Linked DNA regions of Oryzias latipes: region 1 is linked to region 2. A link is a contact called in public Hi-C data. All regions are on one chromosome and are shown on one strand. Each heading gives the region's core, a stretch centred on a gene start, on an enhancer-like site or on the middle of the called end of the contact. The rest is flanking DNA. Distances are from core to core; before and after follow the strand shown.

Evidence for each region. A called contact is a pair of places that touch in the nucleus more often than the background predicts.
Region 1: a Hi-C map of embryo shows a contact between it and region 2, with 1.7 times the contacts expected there. The contact joins the promoter of LOC101160590 here to the promoter of LOC105356173 in region 2. A contact is called at or near these places in 2 of 5 Hi-C or Micro-C datasets (embryo and gastrula embryo).

The regions. Positions count from the first base shown.
Region 1 is chr17:13,635,439-13,640,782 of ASM223467v1, forward strand. LOC101160590 (disks large-associated protein 1-like) reads right to left here and starts at 2,592. Exons shown (of 15, transcript XM_011486379.2): 1 at 1,963-2,592.
Region 2 is chr17:13,478,546-13,484,207 of ASM223467v1, forward strand. LOC105356173 reads right to left here and starts at 3,136. Exons shown (of 10, transcript XM_020710846.2): 1 at 2,832-3,136. The coding sequence starts at 3,062.

The DNA of each region.
Region 1 (5,344 bases), core at 1,342-3,841, 160 kb after region 2:
TTTTCCTGTCTTCTTAAATTTTTTTAGCTGCTAACCAGCTCATGTCAACTTCAAGTCTAACAGCAGGGCATTGTTTTTACACAAACACAGTTTTGTGTTGTGCAACTTACTACAAACTTTTAAAAGACATTTTACTGTCAGAAGGACAGCACGTCTAAAAGGCCAACTGTAATGCCTAGTAGAACTAGATCGTTTCTACAAGACAGAAACACCGTTTCTGTAAATACAACATGTCAGTGGGGCACCCCTCTGCAACAACGCTCAATGGCAAACAAAAAGTCAAATGATTTGTTAAATGTGAAGAATGAAGGTTTACATTATTTCCTATTTTAAAACACACACACACACACACACACACACACACACACACACAAGTGTTTGTTCTTTGATTAATGCAAATGCATATGCCAGGTTTATTTTTATTTTATTCAAATGGAATCTTTTCCCTGCAGTTACCCAGTAGCAGTTGAGAAGACCAACATCAGAAATGTTTGATGTAACCTGTTGGTCTCTTATATAAGCTATAGCTGGGCTTAAGAAAAACTACATTTTATTGATTGAATCGATTGTTATGATCAGGATGAAAAATTACTCATATAAATCAAGAATCAAGTTTAATTTGAGGCTTTTTCTAGTGCTCCTGTGGTGTAAATTCCTAATGTAAAACAAATCTAAGTTTGAATAAATAAATAAAACTCTTTTTTGTGTCCATTACGCATAATTGTTTATTTAAATAATGGGAAAAAAAATGAAAGAATCAAATCATATAAACTGACTACTTTAGCCTTTTCATGTTTTGTTGTTTTTCTTTTCTTTTTAATCATTCTTTATGTAAATTGCGCTGAGATGACTGTGACTGTAAAATATTCAGTCAACCTAATTATTCTGGTGGTTCTCCTTTGTTTTAGCACAAGATTTAGAACTGCAAGATAAGGTTACCTATTGCTAAGTTTTGTCCATGACTATGGGGCGCACATGACTACATAATTGATTGTTAAAGCAGACTTTTATGCGTAAAGGTTCTGGTTAGAGCTCAGACGCAGAGCCTTCCCTTCCCGTTGTTCTGCTGGTCTCAGGAATTGCGTGTCCTTTCGTTCTCAGCCACAGGCGACAAGTGACGCTGCTTTCTATGAACTCAAAACTTCTCACTGAAGCGGAAACCAGAGTCCACCTCTCCGCACCAAAACCCAGCTCTCGTGACATCACAGCAGCCAAGCGTAAAATGCTGCAAGTGGAAGACGCTCTTTGTTGCGCGTCTCCTCCACAGCAGTCCTCCGTGCAGCTGTGGTGCCATGTGAGCGTGTTTTGCTCAACGGCACCGAGGAGGTAATAAGACCAAGCGCGTGCTGCGGTTTATGGCGCCTCGGCGCGCTGCAGGAAATCACAAATGAACCTCCGTCGTCTGCGGGTTTGGGGGGAAACAGCATCATTTGTGACCCCCCTGATTATTCCAGCACATCCCGCTGCTGCGTCTCCGCTCGGCTCTCCCATCATCACATCTTCCACAGAAACACCAGCACGCAAAAGCCTGGATCAGTCTGCAAACTTCACTTACACCAAGGATAATGGCGCGCTGCGTGGGCTGTGAGCCAAACATGCGACGGATTTTCGAGGATTCACTTCAAGAGGATTCGTCTGAATGTCTGGCGCACTGCTTCTTAAGAAGAAAAGGGCTTTCAGCAGAAATGTTAGGGGGAGACAGTTGTGTTTTTTCTAGCGCGCGGCGGTGCCACACAGAGCTGCAGCTGAAGCGTCCGCGAACGCAGCTGGGAGCGCGGAGGATGCGCAGCGTACGGCCGTGAAGGATGACCGTCACATCCTCCCCCGACCTCACATTCCAGCACCCGATCCGATCGCCCTGACTCACCCGTCAGCAGAGGACTGCTGTTGGACGCACTAGAGTAGAGCCGAATCAAGCCCGGCACCTGTCTGTCAGCCTGTCCGTTACAAGCTGCGGCTTACCTCCGGTGGCTCCTCACACCATCGCTGTGCGCAAACTCCGGCGGCTAGATCCCACACCGCGTCCACGTCTTGGAGGCAGCAAGGAGACGGCTGCAGTCACCGCTGGAACGAGCGCGAGTGTGGATTTTGCGGACGCAGTTGGCGCAAGCCTGCGGTGCGTGAACTGCAGCAGTGAATTGAGCGTACGTGAGGCGGACGCACAGGAACCCAGGCCAATTCGCGCTAAAAAATAAAAGCACTAATAGCTTATTCTGCTATTTAAAGTAGAGCCACCATTCTGTACAGCTTTTTTCCTGAGGTCTCCACGAACACACCAGTTCTGCAAACCCATTATAGGGACCAGGGGGAGGAATATAAAGCACCTAAACAAGACCGCACATGCATACATGCATGAAAGAGCAGGAAAAAAAAACCTTACCTGGAACTAAAGTCTTGAAAAGCGATTTGTGTTTCTTCAGTTTGAATGTTGGTGCACATGTATTGCCAAGACAAAAAGAAAAGGTTTTTAGTAAAACTAAACATTCACTTTTTTTACCTGCTTAAAGTTTGTGTTGAATTGGAGTACCATTTTTAAATTACAGATATTCCTGATGACAAAAAAATTTAATTCACAAGCACACCATTGGAAAGATAACAGAAAGGGCTGAAAAATAAAATAAATTAAAAAACAATGTAAGCTTTGTACTTATCTTAATTTGAAAGAAACCGGAAGTAAGTTAAATACAATGTATTCCGTTTACAAATTGCATTTTTCTGGCTATAAAGATGCACTAAATGGGAGATTCATCGGAAAACAGAGGTGGGTGTCTTTTAAAGCACATTAATTCTGTACTACTTGAGAAGCAGACCACCTTGTGTGTGCTATGGAAGCCTGGAAGCAGCACCTAGGGCGACTGCTATCTTTATTCTGTTTACATCTCACTTTCAATAGAATCTTAGGTCTAACCAGAAGATCACCGATGACTATTTTTGCTGAGTGCTCAAGTGGTGAACAGACAGCTGGAATTGGCAACCATCAGGCAGAACATGTGTATGTAGGCATTTCAACAGGTTACATGATTTCAAACATTTCACGTAAGAATGGATGGCTTGGTCAGGTCCATCCTTTTAGTAGAACCAACGGGTAACTTTAAAATGCAGCAATGCGAGTGTGGAGTAATCTGAGAAGTAAACATTCTACATCAACAAGAATTTGCTCAAATGCTGAAAAAAAATTGGGTTACAAAAAAAAGGTTAATATCAACCAAATTCAGAAATTATTTGAATGGCAGAGGAGCCTGATGATGCACAGTTCCTATTGGTTAATAAAGCTCAGCAAGTTTAATTTCACTCATTTATAGCAATGAATCCTCTGCACTAAAACTGCTCAAGTGTGCTGAGAAAATTCAGAGTACAAAATGTCTGGTTAAAAAAAAAATCACACTGAGCTTTCCAAAGGCTTAAGCACATTTTATCTGCAGTATATTTAAAAAAACACATTGATAATTTATTTCTAAAGTGCAGGGAATTAGGGCATATATGACTGATAACTGGATGAATATTTCTAAATTTGCTCAACTGCCATAGATCTAGTTTTCCAAGCTGACATGGTTGATTTGGTCTTTCTTTTAACATAAAAGCTTATAGTTTATCCCGTCTTAACCTGTTCTAATAGTTAAAATCATGTAAAATGTAAACCCCTGCTGGATTTTTCTCTTATTGTACTCAAATTTCAAATAATTGAAATGTGATGACATTTCCAGGTGCATAGCTGTAGGGCAAGACCATCTGTGGCTCTTGACGGCCAACACAGTGTACGAATTTAAACAATTCCTGCTCTACTTGTTGCACATTAACAGGTCCAAATGAATTTAGTCAATAAAAAAAACTCGATCAAGACAAGAAATCTTCATGTTCATGATTGATGATAAGATTTAGGTAAAAGCATTTACAGGCTCACTTATGACTGTGCTATAGGTCATCACGTTTCTTCACACTAAAGAGACAATGGTTCATTTTCACCACCATAAGCTTGTAATGGGATTGGATTTTCAATGTAATTCATCCATCCATCAATTTTCAGAACCTGCCGAATCCCTTTCAGGGTCAAGGGGCTGTTGGAGCCAATCCAGTTACTGTTGGGCAAAGGTGGGGTAAACCCTGAAGAGGTCACTAGTCTGTTGCAGGGCCACATACTCACATGCACACCTCGAGGAAATTTAGCAACGCCAATTAATATGCTAGGGATGTCTTTGGACTGTGGGAGGAAGTCTGAGAAAACCCATGCGTGCACAAGAACATGCAAACTCCAAATAAGGTCTCAGCTGGGATTTGAACCAGGGCTTCTCGCTGGGAGGGGAACACGCCAACCACTGCGCTCAATTCGGTTTGTTAAAGATTTCGTTTTCATTTCAAAATAAGTTTAATTTGGTGTTGTACTATTTAAACTTGACAAGGATAAAACTAATGAAAAACATCACTTTAAAGTTCAATTAACCTATAGTAAAATAAATAAACTTCAACAACTCTGCATTTAAATGGATGGATATTTCATTGGATGTTTTTTTTTTTAATGCACATCCCCCAACCAATTTCACTTAAGCCTTGCATAGGCTTTTTTTTTTTTTTTTTTAAATCATTGACATTTAGATTTTCTATTTGCAACCCCCCCCCCATTCTACATGGATTGAATCCATCAGCTTTTTTTTCACAAAGCTGAATGCATGCGTGACACATTTCCAGTGCGTCGTACCGCATCGAAAACTCAGAGCTGCAGGACCACTGCATGAGTGCAGAACACCCACAGGTGCAGAAATCCCTGTGTAAAGAGAGCATTAACCCTGTGATTCATACCTGCAGGAGGCCTTTCTATATACAGGAAAACTGGAAAGTCTGTACTGATCTATGGGAGCAAAAGTCATCCTGTTTTCTCCAATTCTTCCATTCAAAAAGAGTAAATGTTTCTTTGTCAGTTCTCAGTTTTAGGAATGCATCAGCTTCAACGTCACAAGATGTAAACAACTCAAAACATTGAGAGTAATTTATACAAAAGTCAGAATTCACCTATTTGTATATATTCCAACACCGGCTCAGATTTTTAAACAAAAAGCTAAAGGATTATGGTCAGTTTTAAAAATACCAAAAATCCTGAGATTAACTTCATTGATTTTTATTGTTAGTCCTGTTTAGAATCTCCATTTTCCTCACATTTATATATCAACTTGTGTTTTTCCCACAAACATCTACTTTTAAGTCACATTTTGCCAAGAGCTTACTGTCAAGTGGCATCATAACATCATAAGTTGGTTGAATCGGACAAATGTATCAAGATTTAGTTAATTATGAATTAATTTAAATTTACCCAAGAGCCCTTGGTCCTTAAGGGGAACAAACTCATCTGTCC
Region 2 (5,662 bases), core at 1,886-4,385:
AATGAGACTGTGTAAGGCACTGTAAAACACCTTAGGCCTTTTAGGACGGTAGGAAAGCGCTATACAAGTATACGCCAATTACTGCCGTTTACCGTATCCTTTCCACATTCATGCTTTGTGTGATCAATATGAAATTTGACCTAGAATCCTTTGATGTTTTCTAATGATCACTTATATAGGCTATTATATAACACATATGATGACAATTTAGCCCGACTGGAATCCTCTGGGCTGGATTGGGTTTGTCATTTGATCTTTTCTCCACAACTCAACATTTGTTGCAGACACGCTGATGTATTCATCATGATTTTACAGTCAAAGTTAAGTACTTTACATTGGCCCACTAAATTGCATACACATTTATCATGAATACTCAATATAAAGAGTTTTGTTTATTTGTAATTGTTTTGTTTCAATTGTTTTTTTTTTTTTGTTGTTGTTAATCAATTTAAATGACCAGTGGGAGTGGCTTAATGTTCTTAAAGCATTAGTCCTGAGCTTTCAGAGTTCCCTCACCGAAGTGACTTTCTGATTCTGTTCAATTCTTGTTTTGTGTACTTTCACATGAGGTACTCCTCATGTACTGCCCTTTTATTGGTACCTGCTATTAGAACATAGACTCATGGTGAAGCTTCTTTCCAGTATCTTGGACCTCACCTCTGGACTAACTTACCTGTGGACTTGAGAGTTTTTGCAACATTTAACATATTGTCATTTTTAAACTTAAATGCATTTTGTATGTATGTTGATATGTATGTATGAGTTAACATGTCCTGGTTTACCAGTACCTCTTCAATGAGTTATTATCATCAATGTTGCCTGTTATTTTATATAGGATCTTTTGAATATGATTGTGTTAAGTTGTGTGTTGTGAGTGGATTAGAGCTAAGACTACTCATTGTTTTAACCTGGTTTTTATATCTCTCTGTTTCTAAGCTTGTGGCCTAATTGTGTATGATGAAAGGCGCTGAACAAATAAAGTGATTAATTGATTGATTGATTAATGAAAACAGCACTGGAAAGAACCCCTGACTGCAGTTTTTCTGAATGAATGAGCTTTCATCAACTGTCAAGTTATCCCATAAACAGACAGTGTGATGCACTCCAGCCCATGCATTCTGCATCACTAGATGTCCTATAGGATCAACATGGGCATGTTGTTCTGCTCTAGTTCCCTTTGGCAGCACTACATCTCTGAGTTGGGTTTGTCTTTTAAATGAAGGGTAGTCTTGTGCATTTTCTTTGCCATTGAAAAACCTTTTAAAGTGTGGTACTTGCAGTAAGGCACATCTGTTGGGTTTTAGTTCTCAATTTGATGTCCCTCTGTCCAACTACTTTGATTCATAATTACTCTCATCTCTCTAGTCCATTAAGATCTTTTATAGCCAGTCCTTTTTCTTGTCTACTAAAAATGTCACCATTGTGAGGCTGTCTTTTAGATTTTGCTGGGCTAACCCCTCCTCCTCCTCTTCCTCTTTATCTACAATCTCGTCAGTCATCCGCAGCATCCGCAGCCTGGGGTCCTGTCCACTGTTCCCTGCTTGAAATTGTCTCCTGCATCGTTTTTTTCCATTTATGAGAAAAAAAAATAGTTTTATACTTTGTGTACTGCAAAAACATTATTTTTTTTTCCTGAATTTTTGAAGTCTTCAGCTGAATCCCTCTCTATGAGAAAGTCTCCTACACACTTAGTGGAAAGGGGGTCTAAGGGCAGGTATGCCAGTACAGCTTAGTCAGTTTGTTAGTTCAATTTAGTATTTTCCCATTGAACTCTATGTATTCATGATCCTTTTGAGTTCATGTTCCACTTTTTCAAATACCGATACGAAGCCCATTGAGACGACTGTTGTGAATTTGGAAATTGGAAAGTGCTTTTCTGCGAGTGATGTTCACACATATGCTAAAATACATCAGGGCAAGCATGAACATGGATGTTTTCATATTGGCTGACACCCAAGATCTACAGTGTCACATGTGGCACACCTCAAGGGACTTTACATCAAAGCAGATGAAACACCAGAGACTTTCCATTCATGCCAGCATTGGTTGGAGGAGGTGGAGGAATAATCAAATTTAAATTAGTCTGGAATCAGTGTTTGAAAAGATTTTACCCTATAAAACCCCTAAAATTTTGACATCATGTCTAAATTTTCTTTAGACATGATGTTCACACAGTGATCGCCATCTAATCTTCATCTGTGGAGGACTTCGGTATTCCATGCGAAGACGAAAACTGATCTATATCTGTCATAGAATGTCACAGGATGATTCAAAGAACAGTTTGTAGAATCAGACAAATGAGGCTCAACATCAAAGATCAAGGACACTTATTATTTGGACTCCTGAGATCAAAGCTCTTCACAGTCTTTCCTATGATTCCATTCCTGACATCTGAGGTCACTTTAATACCATGACTATCCCTTTTGGTGGGCAGGACCAATTTTTACAAAAACTGACCCATTACAAACATTTTTTCGTTGGGCTTAAAGGTAGTCAACGATAAAAAAAAGAACCTACTAGATACATGAACAGCTTATAACACGTATGCTCATTCATATTTAAAGCCTTTATCAATTCAATATATGCTAACAAGGTCCCAGAGCTCACAGCAGGTTGTACATTGTCATCACAGATGCTATTGCTGGACACGCTGCAATGGAACTGAATACATTTTAAGAACATAAATATTGACATGTATGATGCACGACCTGGTCACATGACAACAGTAAATAAAGAAAGAAAGCCTCTAAAAGATGATACCACAAAACATATGAGCATAGACAAAAAATATATACAACACTCTTTGAAACATACACATGCACACAACACACCAGTGCTAGGTGCTGCGGTCTTCTTACTCTAATCTCTGCTTTCTTGGTGAGGATTCTCTCATCTGTTTCCATGACGTCTGCAGCATCCCTTGGAGATGACCAACACAGGAGGCAGGAATGCTTGAGGAAAGTGGAAAGAGAGCACTCATTTTTCCAGTCTGCCTTCCCTCCGTCATCCGCATGTTCCTGAGATGCCTCTATTTTTTCTTGCTGCATTGCTGGCTCCTCCATTGCTGCCCTTCCTGGCTGTCGCTACACTGCAGAGGAGGCGGAGCCACCCTTCTCAGCGTGTCACGGCTTGTGTGTGTGTGTGCGCGCGCACGTACATGGAGTAATGTTTGCAGGCAGACTGCACCACTTCAAGAATAAAAGGAAGCAATGGGATGAGTCAGGCAGAGAGAGCATCTATTGAGGTCTCTCACAGGGTTTCCTTGTGTTATGTTCCCTGCCTTCATGTGTTTTCTCTTCCTCATTTTTTCCCCTCCCTCAGCCTGGCGGCTTCTCTACTCTTTAACAGTCACTCCTGCATTCCCTCCCCCACCCTTCATCTCCATCACTTCCCTCTGCAGTATGCCTCCATCTGCACGCAAACACCCATACGAGTGTGACTGAGTCATTCATAAAAACTAAGATTAGATATGACAACAGATGTTTAACTGTACACATAATTCTTTAGTCCTTTTAGATTCCTTTAGAATAATCATCACAGTAACACATTTGATGTATTAGCGTTATGAAAAGTCACATGCCAAAAAAAGAGCAGTTTTTAATTTTAATTTATGTAAATGTTTTTTTCATTTGTTCCAAAAAACCTGCTGAAACACAGCTTGGTTACACAAAAATTTAGGTAAAACATACTATGTAACTTAATCCAGACCACTATTCTCCAACCTACAAATCTTTTAAAAGCAACAACATTTTGCAATAATTCCCTGTATAGCTTATGTCTCTCCATTTTTTGTGAAAGAAATGAAAAAGAAGAAGACTATACTCTTCTTCAGTTTGCAGATTGCAAAGGGCATAGTGTACATGAAAGGAAAACACAATCAGCAAATGTTGGGTTTTACTGCCACAAGCGAAGCATCTCAATTTAAAGTGGATTCTGATTTCTATGTTAAAATTTGTTTGATTTATCTTAAAAATTTTCTGTGTATTCCTGAAAAGAGTTAACCTACTGATGGACTTCATTGTGGCGCAGTTGTCAGCGCTCTTGCCTCACAGCGAGAAAGTCTCTGGTGGTTCCTTTCTGTGTGGAGTTTGGATATGTGCAAACTTGGGTTTTCTCCTGGCACTCCAGCTTCTTCCCACAGTCCAAAAGCGTGCTTCAGAGGTTCATTTGTGTCTCTAAATTGCCTCTAGGTGTGCATGTGAGAGGTTGTGTTTGTCTGTGTAGCCCTGCAACAGCCTGGTGACCTTGTTTAGGGTGTACTCTGCCTTTTCCAACAGTAGCTTTTCATTGTGCTTGAGTCTGTTGGTTGTTTGGTAGATTAGTGAATCTCTTCAAACTTAAAATTAAAGGTACACATGACAGACGTTTTCTTTATTTACCTTAAACATCTACTCTGGGTACAGCATCTCTTCATCATCCACTCCAAAAGTGATTAAACTCATCGACCATAAGTCACTTTTAACAGATGTCTCACTCTGCCTCCGCCAGTTATTGACCTTGTGTCCTTCAATCTTGCTTTAAGCTCCGTTTCATGCCATGTTGTCAAACAGTGTCAATAACTTTAAACACAAACACTTTGCGTTTTTCCATGAGATTGAACATTCCCGAATAAACAGCCAACAATCCGCAGAAAAAAAAAACAAAAAACGCCCCTCTCACCCTCCGCGGGTGGTTTCTCCTCTAAGCTCGGGTCCTCTACCAGAGGCCTGGGAGCTTGAGGGTCCTGCAGTATCTTAGCTGTTCCTAGCACTGCACTTTTCTGGACTGAGAGGTCTGAGGTCTTTCCAGGTATCTGTTGTAGCCACTCCTCCAGCTTGGGGGTTACTGCCCCGAGTGCTCCAATTACCACAGGCACCACTGTCACCTTCACTTTCCAGGCTTTCTCCAGTTCTTCTCTGAGTCCCTGGTATTTCTCCAGTTTCTCATGTTCCTTCTTCCTGATGTTCCCATCGCTTGGCAATGCCACATCCACCACAACGGCTTTCCTCTGTTCTTTATCCACCACTACAATGTCTGGTTGGTTCGCCATTACCATCCTATCAGTCTGGATCTGGAAGTCCCACAGGATCTTTGCCCTCTCATTCTCTGTCATCTTCGGAGGTGTTTCCCATTTTGATCTTGGGGTTTCCAGTTCATATTCTGCACACATGTTCCTGTATATTATTCCAGCCACTTGATTGTGGCGCTCCATGTATGCTTTACCTGCCAGCATCTTACACCCTGCAGTTATGTGCTGGATTGTTTCAGGCGCTTCTTTGCACAGCCTACACCTTGGGTCTTGTCTGGTGTGGTAGATCTGAGCCTGTATTGCTCTGGTGCTCAGGGCTTGTTCCTGGGCTGCCAGGATGAGCGCTTCGGTGCTGTCCTGTAGGCCAGCCCTTTCTAGCCATTGGTAGGACTTCTTGATATCAGCCACTTCAGTTATGGTCCGGTGGTACATCCCATGCAGGGGTTTGTCCTCCCATGAGGATCTGTCCTCCAGCACTGTATCCTCTGCTCTCCATTGCCTGAGACATTCACTGAGCACACTGTCAGTTGGGGCCTTGAGCTTGAGCTTGAGGTACTCATGGATCTTGGATGTTTCATCCTGGATAGTGGCTTCTACACTCACTAGTCCTCGGCCTCCTTCCTTGCGGCTAGCATACAGTCTCAGGGTGCTGGA